3 separate regions of the Mus musculus genome follow, and all the other regions are linked to region 2. A link is a contact called in public Hi-C data. All regions are on one chromosome and are shown on one strand. The core of a region is the stretch at or near the end of the contact, and the rest is flanking DNA. Distances in the headings are between cores, read along the strand shown. Region 1 overlaps Sdk1 (sidekick cell adhesion molecule 1). Region 2 holds the start of Sdk1 (sidekick cell adhesion molecule 1). Region 3 overlaps Sdk1 (sidekick cell adhesion molecule 1).

Region 1 (3,939 bases), core at 1,287-3,786, 130 kb after region 2:
ATGTAATGAGTGATTGTTTCACAATTACTAAAACAAATTTAGTTTCTCCAGTCGTTTGTGCCTCAGTGTCTTTATCTGAAAAATGAGGATGATCTTGGGATAGGTGAAAGTTTGTGGAAACATTAAGAACAACAGATGATGTAAAATGTTGGAAACTGAGCCTGATAAGATAGGCCACCCAGTAATGCACTTGCCTCACAAGTGTGAAGACCTGAATTCTATCCCTAGCATACATGGGAAAAGTTAAGTGTGGTGGTCTGTGTTTATTATCCCAGTGCTGGAGTGGAAGTGGGAGGATTTCTTAGTCTTGCTAGCCAGTTACCCTGCCTACTTAGTAAGCTTAGGTGAGTGAGAGAGACCCTGCTTTAAAAATACAGGGGCTCATCTTCTGAGGAATGACAACAGGGTTGGTGTCTGTCTTCCATAAGCAGGTACATATGTACGTCTGCCCACCCCTCAACAAAACCTTTGGGAAGTAGTTCTTCCCATCTTACCTTATAAGTAAAATATAACTTACTACAAATCTGCAACAATACAACAATAAAGATAAAAGTATGCCCTGGAAAATCATCTTTCTGAAGTTAGAGGTTCTATATATAAATGAGTGAGACACTGTTCACATCCCATGAATGCAACCTGGAAATGTACTATTCTGGCCTCAAGTCAGGCATAAAGGCCGTGCATGTGCATACACAGGTACATGTACACTTCACAGTGTGCACATGTGCACTTCACAGTGTATACTTCACAGTGTGCACTTCACATGTGCATACACAGGCACATGTGCACTTCACAGTGTGTACTTCACATGTGCATGCACAGGTACACTTCACAGTGTGCATTTCACATGTGCATGCACAGGTACACTTCACAGTGTGCACTTCACGTGTGCATGCACAGTACACTTCACAGTGTGCATTTCACATGTGCATGCACAGGTACACTTCACAGTGTGCACTTCACATGTGCATATACAGGTACATGTGCACTTCACAGTGTGCATTTCACATGTGCATGCACAGGTACATGTGCACTTCACAGTGTGCATTTCACATGTGCATGCACAGGCACATGCGCACTTCACAGTGTGCATTTCACATGTGCATGCACAGGCACATGTGCACTTCACAGTGTGCATTTCACATGTGCATGCACAGGCACATGTGCTCTTCACAGTGTGCACTTCACATGTGCATACACAGGCACATGTGCACTTCACAGTGTGCACTTCACATGTACATACACAGGCACATGTGCACTTCACAGGGGTTACATACTTACAAGTGATCACATGCTGGTGTTTTCTGATTTGTGGTGTTGACTTATAAATGCCACTGTGTAATTAAAAAGGAATTATTAGCAGCTTAACGACTTGGATGCCATGAGGAAGGTGATAGAAACATGAGAACCAAGAGTGAAGACATACATCCCATTCAAAAAGACTCAGTGTTTTGTTTTTTGTTTTTGGTGGTGTGTGTGGAGGCCAGAGGTCAATCTCAGGTGACTTTCTCTATTGATCTTCACTCTAAAAACATTTATTTATGTCTTCATTTGTTTGTTTGTTCACTTATTTGTTTTTGGAACAGCATCTCTCACTGAACCTAGAGTTCATGTACTAGGCTAGGCTGTCCAGCGGTAAGGCCCTGGGTTCTTCTGTGTTCTGATGACATCTGGCTCCTTACCTGGTTGCTGGGCATCTCAGTTCAGGTGCTCAGGCTTTTGCAGCAAGCCCTACTCACTGAGCCCTATCCCCAGGCCCCTTAACCATTTGTTTTTAAGTTCTATGATAACTGTTAAGATACAGTGTTCCAATTTTCTGAATTCATACCGGATGCCCACTTGTATAACCCCTGTGAAGTGTACATGTACCTGTGTATGCGCATGCCTGGCCTTTGTTTCTGACTTGAGACTACAGTAGTACATTTCCAGGTTGCAATCAAGGGATATGAATGGTGTCTCACTCATTTATACATAGAATTTCTAACTTCAGAAAGATAATTTTCCAGTGTACATCTTTATTGTTGTATTATTACAGATTTGTGTGTAAATTACATTTTTTCTATGTGGGTTATCATTTTCTTGTCCAAATTTCTAAATGGTTTAGAGGGAAAAAAAATACACAGTTGGGATTCAAGAACTGAAGGAGCTTCTGGGGAGCATGGGCTCTGATGTGGGCCTTCCCCAGCAGCCTTTGTGGCTTTGGGAGGCCTCAGGTTTCTCTTTAAAGAAGATTTATCCAACCCTGGGCTCCTTGATAAACAAGGAATTAATTGGCTCCCAGGTAAGCCAGAATTGAAAGCATCATTATTAATGGAGTCTGTTGACTTTGTTTATTACATGATGTAGTCTTGTAGTGTGCTCACGGGCTTTGGTTCTGTTTGTTTGTTGTTTTTTTGTTTTGTGGGAGATGGTATGTAAGAAGAGTCAATACAAAAGGCCCTCATTGGAAAGTGTTTAAAATTATGAAGTGCTTCCAAACTGGTTTTGAAAGCTTCTCTGGGCTGAGAGCCAGTTGATTGTTGTCAGTGTTCTTATGTGACCGAGGTCAAGTGCTCAGAGCCTGAGCAACCGCATTGGTTAATGGCCCAGCCCTGTGCAGTGCTACAATATGAGATCCTTTAAAATGCTGCTGTGATTGGAATTTTAACAGATGTGCTTCGATTGGGCAAGAATGTAAAAGCTATTTTGGAGTATGTTCAAAAGCACATGGTTTCAAACATTGTAACTTGTTAATTTTCTCCCCTGTAATGAATGTAATAAGACTGGGGTTTGTATTAAGTTAATGAAAATATTCAAATGAGACTAGAAGAAAGGCATTGTCTGTTTTGAGAGAGATTTAGAGAAAAAAAGTATACACTAGGGTTTCCAGAACTGAACGAGCTTCCAGGGAGCATGTGGTCCTTCCCAGCAGCCTTTGTGGCTTTGGGAAGCCTCGGGTTTCTCATTGAAGAAGATTTATCCAACCCTGGGCTCATCCAACTTCCTTATTCCTAAAAGTGTTTTTAGTACTGCAGTACATTAAAGAAATAAGCATAGCATATTGATTGGGGAACTCTAAGGAACTCTGCTATTAATCGGAGTTGAGGTAGGAGGGGCAGGGTAGAATAGGGGCTAAAACTCGGCCCCATAGTGTCGCAGCCTTGTCATAGCACAGATTTTACACAGTGGAAAAGAGGGCAGCCTGCTGCTCAGGTTTGGACACCAGTTTTACTCTCTGCAGCAGACAGAGTGTCAGAAAGTTTGAGTTTATGCAGCAGCATCTGCAGCGTCATCCGTGTGTGTGCTCCATGGCCTCCATAGTCTGTTCTTCCTCATCTCATACTGGGCTGTTTCTCTTTTCTCCTGCCCTTTTCAGCCTTTGAGTTCACGCCACGCTGGGGTGGTATGCCCACAGGTAGATGTTGAGTAGGAGTGGCTTGTGTGTGTGTAATGGACTTGCTTCTGCCGCCTTGCCGACCTGGAGCAGAGGCTAGGGAAACATCAACAGCAGCTCTGGAGAGGGCTTGACACCGGCCCTTTGCAATTTATCTTATTACCTCAGTAGAGTTCTGTTGCCTTTCATTTTCTCAACAAACTCTAGAAACAAGCTAGTCGGGTAGTTAATCCAAATGATTTCTGTTCTCATTTAAAAGCTGATGCATTGAAATGTGAACTAAGTCAATTACTGTCACAGTGAGTTTCCCTGGACATGGAATTTGGATGTGTGTATTTCATCAGACTCTTGCCTGTGAAGATTACCAGTCTATATCTGTATAACACTTTTCATATACTACAGAGCCCTAGATCTGTCCTTATATAGTGCTGGCCTTTCGGTCTGGAGTATTCTCCTAAGTCCATTGTATTGAAGGCTTGGTGCTATGGGACCTGGTGGAATCACTAGGGGTTGGGGTAGTGGACAAAAGTTAGACCATTGGAGACATAATCTTAAAAAAGATATTT
Region 2 (3,693 bases), core at 210-2,709:
TTACAAATACCACCTTCCTCCACTCCTGCCAGAATCCACTTGTTCTCGGGGTGCCATCGCTGAGGGGACACTTCTTTTACCTAGCAACCATTGCCCATTTAGAAGCCCTGCCTCCCCCCGCACCCCCCCTCCCCCGCCCCAGAGAACAGTGAATATTTTAGATGCAGTTTTTATTCCTTTGCTTTTTCATAGCATGTGTAGGAAAGGGCAAAAGGCAGAGACTGGGTCTTCAGATAGAGCTCATAACCCACCAATTTTATCTGGGCGTCAGTTTCCCCACTTTTCCTTAACTGTTAACACAGGCAGATGTGTCAAGAGGCAGCTCAGTACAGGGACTCTGCAAACAGGAATTAGCGCTAACTCACGAGTCTCAGCCCCTTGCCTGGGGCTTTTTGTTAGCAGGGACAATCATCAATCACAAGTACTTGTAAGCTGACACAACACACTTCCTAGGGAGCCAGCCCCTGGCAGGGCACACTCGCTGTCTCTTTGGCCTTCTAGTCATATATGACCTCACTCAAACTCCATCACAAGCTCTCCGATAACTCCTAAAAACGCAAGACTGGACTGTTACCCGCCTCTCTCTCCAGTTTCCCTCTCACAAAAGTCCCAGCCTCTAGGCTCCAGCGTGCTTAGTTCACCCTATAAACTCAGCTAATGGTTACCACATGCTGCTGAGGGTCCGCGCCCATCCCGACCTCTCCACCCCTGCAGACTCCCCAGGCCCTGGGATGTCCGATCCTTGACGCTGCAGGTCCTTCCTCCAAATCCTCCCACGCACAGCGGGAAGTACCCTGTACTGTGGTCCTGCTGGCCACGCATGACCTTGGACACTTCTTCCAAAGCCATGTCCACTCCTCAGAATAGGTTGCGTCTTTGCGCCCCACGGTGCTTCTGATTGCTGGGAATTGAAAACTCGATCGCGCGCCTTTCTCCTTTGCAATGACAGCAACTTGGCTCGGAACCACCCCAGCATCAGAGTCCCTGGCTGGAAGCAGGAAGGCTCCCGGGACGCATGGAGGGGCGTGCCCACTGGCCCTCCGATCCCTAGTCCCTCGGGCTCAGTAGGGACTGCGGTGCCAGGGGGCCGCCACACCTGGTGTCGTCCCACCCGCGGGACGTGCAGCTCAGCCCCTGGGGTCTCCCGGCAAGGGAGCAGGCACCGCCCCGCCTGAGCACGCCCCGCAGACAAGCCCGCCGGGGAAGCGCGTGCCGAGACGGCGCGCCGGCTGCAATCCCCGCCGCGGGTCCCTAGGGGGCGCAGCGGGCGCGGGAAGTCGCTCTGGGCCCGGGCACGAAATTGCAAGCGGGCGGGCGCGGCGAGTTTGAAAACAAGCGAGCGCCGTGGGGGCGGGTCCCAGGCGCGAGAGCCGCCGGGCTCGGCCAATCAGATGCGGGTGGCGGGCGCGGGCGGCGCGTGCGGCCGGGCTGTGAATGGGGCGCGGCGGTCGCGGCGGCCGAGGCGAGAGCCGGCGCGCGGGCGGGCGCACTTTCTCCTCAGCGCCGGGCGGGGGCGGCGGCGGCAGAGGCGGCGGCAGAGGCGTTCTGCTCAGCTCCCCTCACAGAGCGCTGCGGGGCCGGCGCTGTGCGGCTGCGAGGAGCGGGGGCGACGTGCTGGGCATTTCCTCGCTCGCTGACAACTTCTCCTCGACCCGGCTCGCTGCTCATCGGAGCCCGGACGCCGCCCCTCGGCGCTCGCCGCTGCCTCAGCGGGTCTGCGCGCTCCCGCCCGCCCTGCCCGTCCCGCGGCGCCCGGGGGTGGCGGCTCCGCGGCATGGCCCGCGCCCGGCCCTCGGTGGCGGGCGGCGGAGTCGCGGCGCCCCCTGAGCGAGCGGGGCCCGGGCGGCCGCGGAGGAGCCGGACCGGTCACCACTGCGACCCCGAGTGCCCAGGGCTGCGCGCAGCGCCCAGGACCCCCGGGCCGGGCGCGGGCCGGCGGGCGGCAAAGTTGAGGCCGGGCCGCGGGTGGTGGGCGCTGCTGTTGCTCCAGCTGCACTTGCTGCGGGCGCTGGCGCAAGGTAGGTGCGGGCCTGACCGCCGAGACACCCCCGAGGTGGACTTTGTGGGTGCCTCCCGGGGTGGGCTTTAGGGGTGCGCAGTCCCGGGGTGGACTCCTGAAGCGCGCGCCGCCAGAGGTGACACCCCAGGGGTGGACTTTGTGGGCTCCACCTGGTCTGTATTATGAGTGGACATCTCTGAGGTGACTTTGCAAGTGGACACCTATGGGCTGGGCTTCAGGGGTGCACAATCTTGGGGTGACAACCCGCAGTGTACTTTGTGGGTGCTACCTGGGATAGACTATGTTGTGAGTGGGTATATCTGGGCTGAGTTTCAGGGCTGTGTAGTCTTAGGGTCACACCTTTGGGATGTACTATATGAGTGGAAACCCCTGAGGTGACTTTGCAAGTAATATACTTCTGGGCTGAGGTTTAGGGGTACACAATCTTGGGTGACACCTTTGGGTGAATTTTGTGGGCACCACTTGGTATGCATTATGACTGGACATCTCTGAGGTGACTTTGCAAGTGGACACCTATGAGCTGAGCTTGAGGGGTGACACCCTGTGGTATACTTTGTGGGCACCATCTGGGATGGGCTATGTTATGAGTGGATACCTTTGGACTGAGTTTCAGGGCTGCAAAGTCTTGGGGTGACACCTTTGGGGTGAACTATATTAGGGGTGGACATCACTGAGGTGACTTTGCAGGTAGATACCTCAGGGCTGAGCTATAGAGAGTTACACAGTCTTGGGGTGACACCTCTGGGGTGAACTATGGATGCATACCCCTTGGCTGGGCTGTGGAGGTGCACACTGGAGTCTTGGAGTGGGCATCACCTGGGATAGACTGTATTAGGATTGAACATCCCTGGGGTGGACTTTAGAGATGGACACATCTGGGCTAGGCCTTGGGAGCATGAAATTTTAGAATTCACACTCCTGGGATAGACTGAGTGATCATTTCCTAGATTATATGAATACACATGGTGGATTTTAAGGTTGACACTCCTGTGGGGGTATATTCAGCTTTGAGTGGGCTAGGGATAGATATCTTTGGGGTGTACATTGGGGATGGATAGATAGTATTGGAGTAGACAACCCTGAGCGGATCCCTGGGTGCTCACACTTTGGATGGATTCTATAGATGAGTGCTGTATTGAATGAGCATCTTTGGGGTGGACTCTTGGGGTGCGCGCCACCTGGGGTGGATTCCCTGAGGTAGACTTTGTGGTTGTGGCATGGAGTCACCTCGGGGTTGTGGGTGCTCCTCGGCGCAGTGCTTGGAACTTGGCGAGCATTTAGGGCTCCCTACTCTCTGAATCACCTGGCCAGGACTGCGGGTCGCTAGGTCTGGAGGCAGTTAAGGGGTTAATGCGGTGTGTTTCTAATCCGCGTTGCAATCGGAGCGCGCAGATACCGAGTAGCTGAGAAGCTGGAGAAAGCGCCTTGTGTGTTGTGTGTTGCATTTTTCTTTTCTTTTCTTGCTTTTTTTTTTCTTTCTTCTTTTTTAAAATTTTATCGGAGCACTGGAAAAACCTTTAAAGTTGAGCCGTAAGCCACTGTGGCTTCAAAGAACGCCCAGCGCGTCCTATTGCACTGATTAAACATGAGCTGATTCCTATCTGAGTCTGCACCGCAGAGTCTTGTTAACGATGAGTGACATCCGCGGCGGACTTCAAATATCAAGTGCCAGT
Region 3 (3,904 bases), core at 214-2,713, 84 kb after region 2:
ACTACTGTAAATAAAGTTCTGTTGAAACCAAATCGTGCTCATTGTTTCTGTGCTGTCTATGGCTCTTATGTTCTATGATGACCAGCTGAGTAGATGTGACAGGGCTGATGGCCTACCGAACATACTTCAATGTCTGGTTTGCTAGGTGAATTTCAGAACTCCTAGGTACAGGTCTTCTCATTCAGAGTAAAGGGCAATAAGATGTTTTCAATTAGAGAACAAGTTTTGGAAACTGTTTAATCCTATCCATCTCACATTGAAAACAAAATGATGTGGCACAGAAGTGCATTGCATAAAATAAGACATTTCCCCAGGTTTTTATTTATATTGCTACTAAAGAGTTGCTGGTGAATTATTGCAAAACAACCAATGTGAATTGGTTGAAGAGTGGAAATTCTTTTCCTTTTATAATGAAAACTAAACCCCAGACCTGAGAAATTGCCATACAAGCATGAGGACCTGCGTTTGAACTCCCACCCCCACTTACAACCCAGAGCTGGGGAAGAGGAGACAGGTAGATTCCTGGAGCTTTCTGGCTAGCTACTCTAACCAAATTGGCAAGCTCCAGGTTCAGCGAGGGATCCTGTCTTAAAAAATGAGATGGCAAAATATAGACGAAATGTGGACCTCTGTTCATTCATTCATTCATTCATTCATTCTCTCTCTCACTCTCATACACACACACACACACACACACACACACACACACACACACACAGAGAGAGAGAGAGAGAGAGAGAGAGAGAGAGAGAGAGAGAGAGAGAGAGAGAACTAAAACAAAGCCCTAAGAGCTTTGGGGGCTGGAGAGATGGTGTCATGGCTCTTAAAGAGGAGAGATGAATTTGGTTCCCACCACAGACATCTTGAAATTTTCCTCCACCTGTGACTCCAGTTCCAAGAGATCTGATGTCTTCTTCTGGACTCCTCGGGCACTGCATTCGGGTGTATATACTTACACAGAATCATATACAAATACACATGATTAAAAATAAAAACAAAATATTAAAAAACCTATAATTCTGAAATGAACTTAGTTTGCTTGTTTGTTTTAGTGCTTTCTGCTTCCCAAGTAAACATGGTGTTTTGTTTTCTTTGAATTTGTGAATATTTCAGAGCAGCTCATGGCACCAGTTCACTGCATTAACAATTCAGGCCCTCGGAGTCAATGATGTCATTTGTCCATAGGGACAGTTTGTTATCACCAAAGGAACAGGACTTTCACAATCTCTAAAAGGAATGTACCATTACTATTATCTTGCTTGGATTCAAGACATAATAAACAGCGTGAACATAAGCCTAAGATAAAGTTTGAATGCATCCCCGATTTTAAGTGGAGATAATGTGTAGATTTTGAGTGTGTTTTTGGTACAAAGACAACTGATGTCTCAGAAGCAGATTGGCCTCAGGAGTACTTGGTTTCAGTACAGTCCCCTTACCAGCAGGGGAATAGCAGACAAGTGGTGTTTTTCAGACAGTAGAGCAGATGGCTCTTTCTCATCAGAACAGGGTGTGCCAACCACAAGAGACAGCTACAGAAATGTTAACCCTGGAGGAAACAATTGCCATCAGTTTTTCCTTACACGTCTGACTTCGGAGTGTTAGGGGGAGTATTTGTCATTTTAAAATGTATGCATTGAGTACACCATGATGAAGCCCATATTCTTGGAGTTCTTACTAAAATGGTAAGGGACGATGTATTTACTTTAAAAAGGAATATAACCCTTAGTGCTTGACATTTCTGGCTGATGTGGTGGCAGATGACTTGGACCTGATATCCAGCTTCCAGATTCTTGTTTAAATATTGTTGAGGATGGCTGACACTGGGGGAGGGGTGTTACTATAAACCAAAAGTCCTGTGCAATATCGTATGTGGAATGGGTTGAGAATAGCCATGGACCACTTGAATGCATGTTCTGTTTTTGGAACCAGAACATTGGAGTGCTCTTACAGGGTAGAGCTGTAGGAAGGCTTTTATTCACAGGGACCTCTGGAAGACAGAGTGCTATGCTGAGCTGCAAAAATTGGCACTTACAGACTGGATCCCGTGTTCATCTCAAGCTCTTTTCTTTCTGTGTTCACTTTGATTTAAAAAATGGTGTCTTCCACTATGCAGTCCAGCAGCAGGGCTGAGAGAGTTCAGCACCCTGCACTCAGGAGCATGAGCCCCTAAAAGAGGAGCCTTTAGGGCTGTTGGCTGCATGCGTGAAGCCTTGGGCTCTCTCATCAGCACTAGTGAACTAATCTGAGCCTGAAGTGAGTGACAGGAGAGAGAGCAGAATACCCTGTTGTCCTGTGTGGCGTATGGTGCATGGTGTGTGCCATGGCTGATACGAGGATCAGACTTTCACCAGGAAGTTCTACCTGGAGACTCATCAGACAGATGTGTTACATGTTACCAGTTGAGGACAGAGTGGGACATATCTTACTTCTAAGTCTAACTTGAGAGGGAAAACCTGCCAGTGACTAATGGACACAGCAGGGACTAAGGAGTTATTGCTTATTCTTGCTTGAACTCAGGTCTACATGGCAGAAACCTTGAATGTGGCTAATGGGTTCTAAGTATGAGGGAAAATAAAGACATTACTCTTCTGAAATGACTACATGTGTGTGATGGTTTGAAAAGGTTCGAACCCCATAGACTCATGTGTGTGAATCCTTCACCCATAGGGAGTGGCACTATTAGGAGGTATGGCCTTGTTGGAGTAGGTGTGACATTAATGGAGGAAGCATGATACTGTGGGTGCAAGCTTTGAGGTCTCCTCCCAGTGTTGAATCTAGTCTCCCCCTTGCTGCCTAGATAAAGATGGAACAGAGATTGAGTGAATGACCGACAAATGGCTGCCCTAACTTGAGGCCCATCTCGTGTGAGAGAGCCAACCTCAGACACTATTAATGATACTCTGATATGCTTGTAGATAGGAGCGGAGCATAACTGTCTCCCCAGAGGCTTCATCCGACAGCAAATGGAAACAGATGCAGAGACCCACAGCCAAACATCAGGCAGAGCTCAAGAGGTTTTGTAAAAGTGGGGAATGGGATTTAGTGTGCCAGAGGGCTAAAGGACACTACAAGAAGACTCACAGAGTCAATTAACCTGAGACCATGGGGGATCATAGAAACTGAACTGTCAACCAAAGTGCTTGCAAGGGCTGGACCTAGGCTCTCTATACGTCCATAGCAGATGTGCAGCTTGGTTTTCATGTAAGTCTCCTAACAACTGGACGGGGTGGGCTGTCTCTGTCTTTGTTGCCTGACATTGGATCTCTTTCCCCTGGCTGCCCTGCCTGGTCAGGTCTCAGTGGGAGAGGATGGACTTAGTCCTGCTGCAACTTGATTTCCCAGAGTAGGGTGGTACCCAAGGGATAATGGGAGAGGATAATGGGAGGAGGGATTTGTGAGGGTGGGGCTGGGAGGAGAGGATGGAGAAGGGCTGCAATCAACATGTAAAGTGAATAAATAAAATGTAATTAATAAATAAATAGGAAAAATGAGGAAACCTTGACTCCTCTAGCACCAAATCTGCCTTGCTTCCCACCATTATGATAATGTACTGAACCTCTGAAATTATAAGCCAGCCCAATAATGCTTTCTTTTATAAGAGTTGCCTTGGTCATGGTGTCTCTTCACAACAATGGAAACTCAAAGACAATGTAAAAAAGAACAGTAGAGGTAGTCTAGTAAATACCTCATGGTGTCTTAGGTAAAAAAAATAAGGCAATGGCTTTGAGGGGAAAAAAAACTGAAAAACAAACAAAACAACACATCAGGTCCTAAGAAGGAGCAACTGAGATACAAATGCCAAAGAAGTTGGTTTATATAAAAGAATGAGAAACAAGAATTGTGTCCAGCTTAAGACACCTGGAAGAAGACTTACTTTCAAGGATAGAGGAGTAATGTGGACGAT

The links. Hi-C and Micro-C count contacts between places; a contact is called where the count stands out from the background.
Region 1: a Hi-C map of uterus shows a contact between it and region 2. The contact joins the enhancer-like site here to the promoter of Sdk1 in region 2. A contact is called at or near these places in 3 of 39 promoter capture datasets (hippocampal neurons and liver), 4 of 484 Hi-C or Micro-C datasets (the Patski cell line, nephron progenitors and uterus) and 2 of 9 other capture datasets (adipose tissue and pancreatic islet).
Region 3: a Hi-C map of olfactory sensory neurons shows a contact between it and region 2, with 4 times the contacts expected there. The contact joins the enhancer-like site here to the promoter of Sdk1 in region 2. A contact is called at or near these places in 2 of 39 promoter capture datasets (epiblast stem cells and maxillary cranial neural crest), 1 of 484 Hi-C or Micro-C datasets (olfactory sensory neurons) and 1 of 9 other capture datasets (pancreatic islet).

Annotation. Positions count from the first base shown.
Region 1 is chr5:141,366,220-141,370,158 of GRCm38.p6, forward strand. All of the region lies in intron 1 of Sdk1 (sidekick cell adhesion molecule 1), which reads left to right. Gm16035 (a long non-coding RNA gene) reads right to left here. Exons shown (of 2, transcript XR_868658.3): 2 at 1-3,939. Among named protein-coding and RNA genes, the nearest start is that of Gm16035, 13 kb to the right of the region's middle. Within about 2 kb of position 2,537, at least 6 of the 459 cell types and tissues checked have an H3K27ac peak or open chromatin away from gene starts, as enhancers often do. A contact at or near this core is called in uterus, where this site is marked.
Region 2 is chr5:141,240,075-141,243,767 of GRCm38.p6, forward strand. Sdk1 (sidekick cell adhesion molecule 1) reads left to right here and starts at 1,460. Exons shown (of 45, transcript NM_177879.5): 1 at 1,460-2,018. The coding sequence starts at 1,775.
Region 3 is chr5:141,323,653-141,327,556 of GRCm38.p6, forward strand. All of the region lies in intron 1 of Sdk1 (sidekick cell adhesion molecule 1), which reads left to right. Among named protein-coding and RNA genes, the nearest start is that of Gm16035, 55 kb to the right of the region's middle. Within about 2 kb of position 1,464, at least 11 of the 459 cell types and tissues checked have an H3K27ac peak or open chromatin away from gene starts, as enhancers often do. A contact at or near this core is called in olfactory sensory neurons, where this site is marked.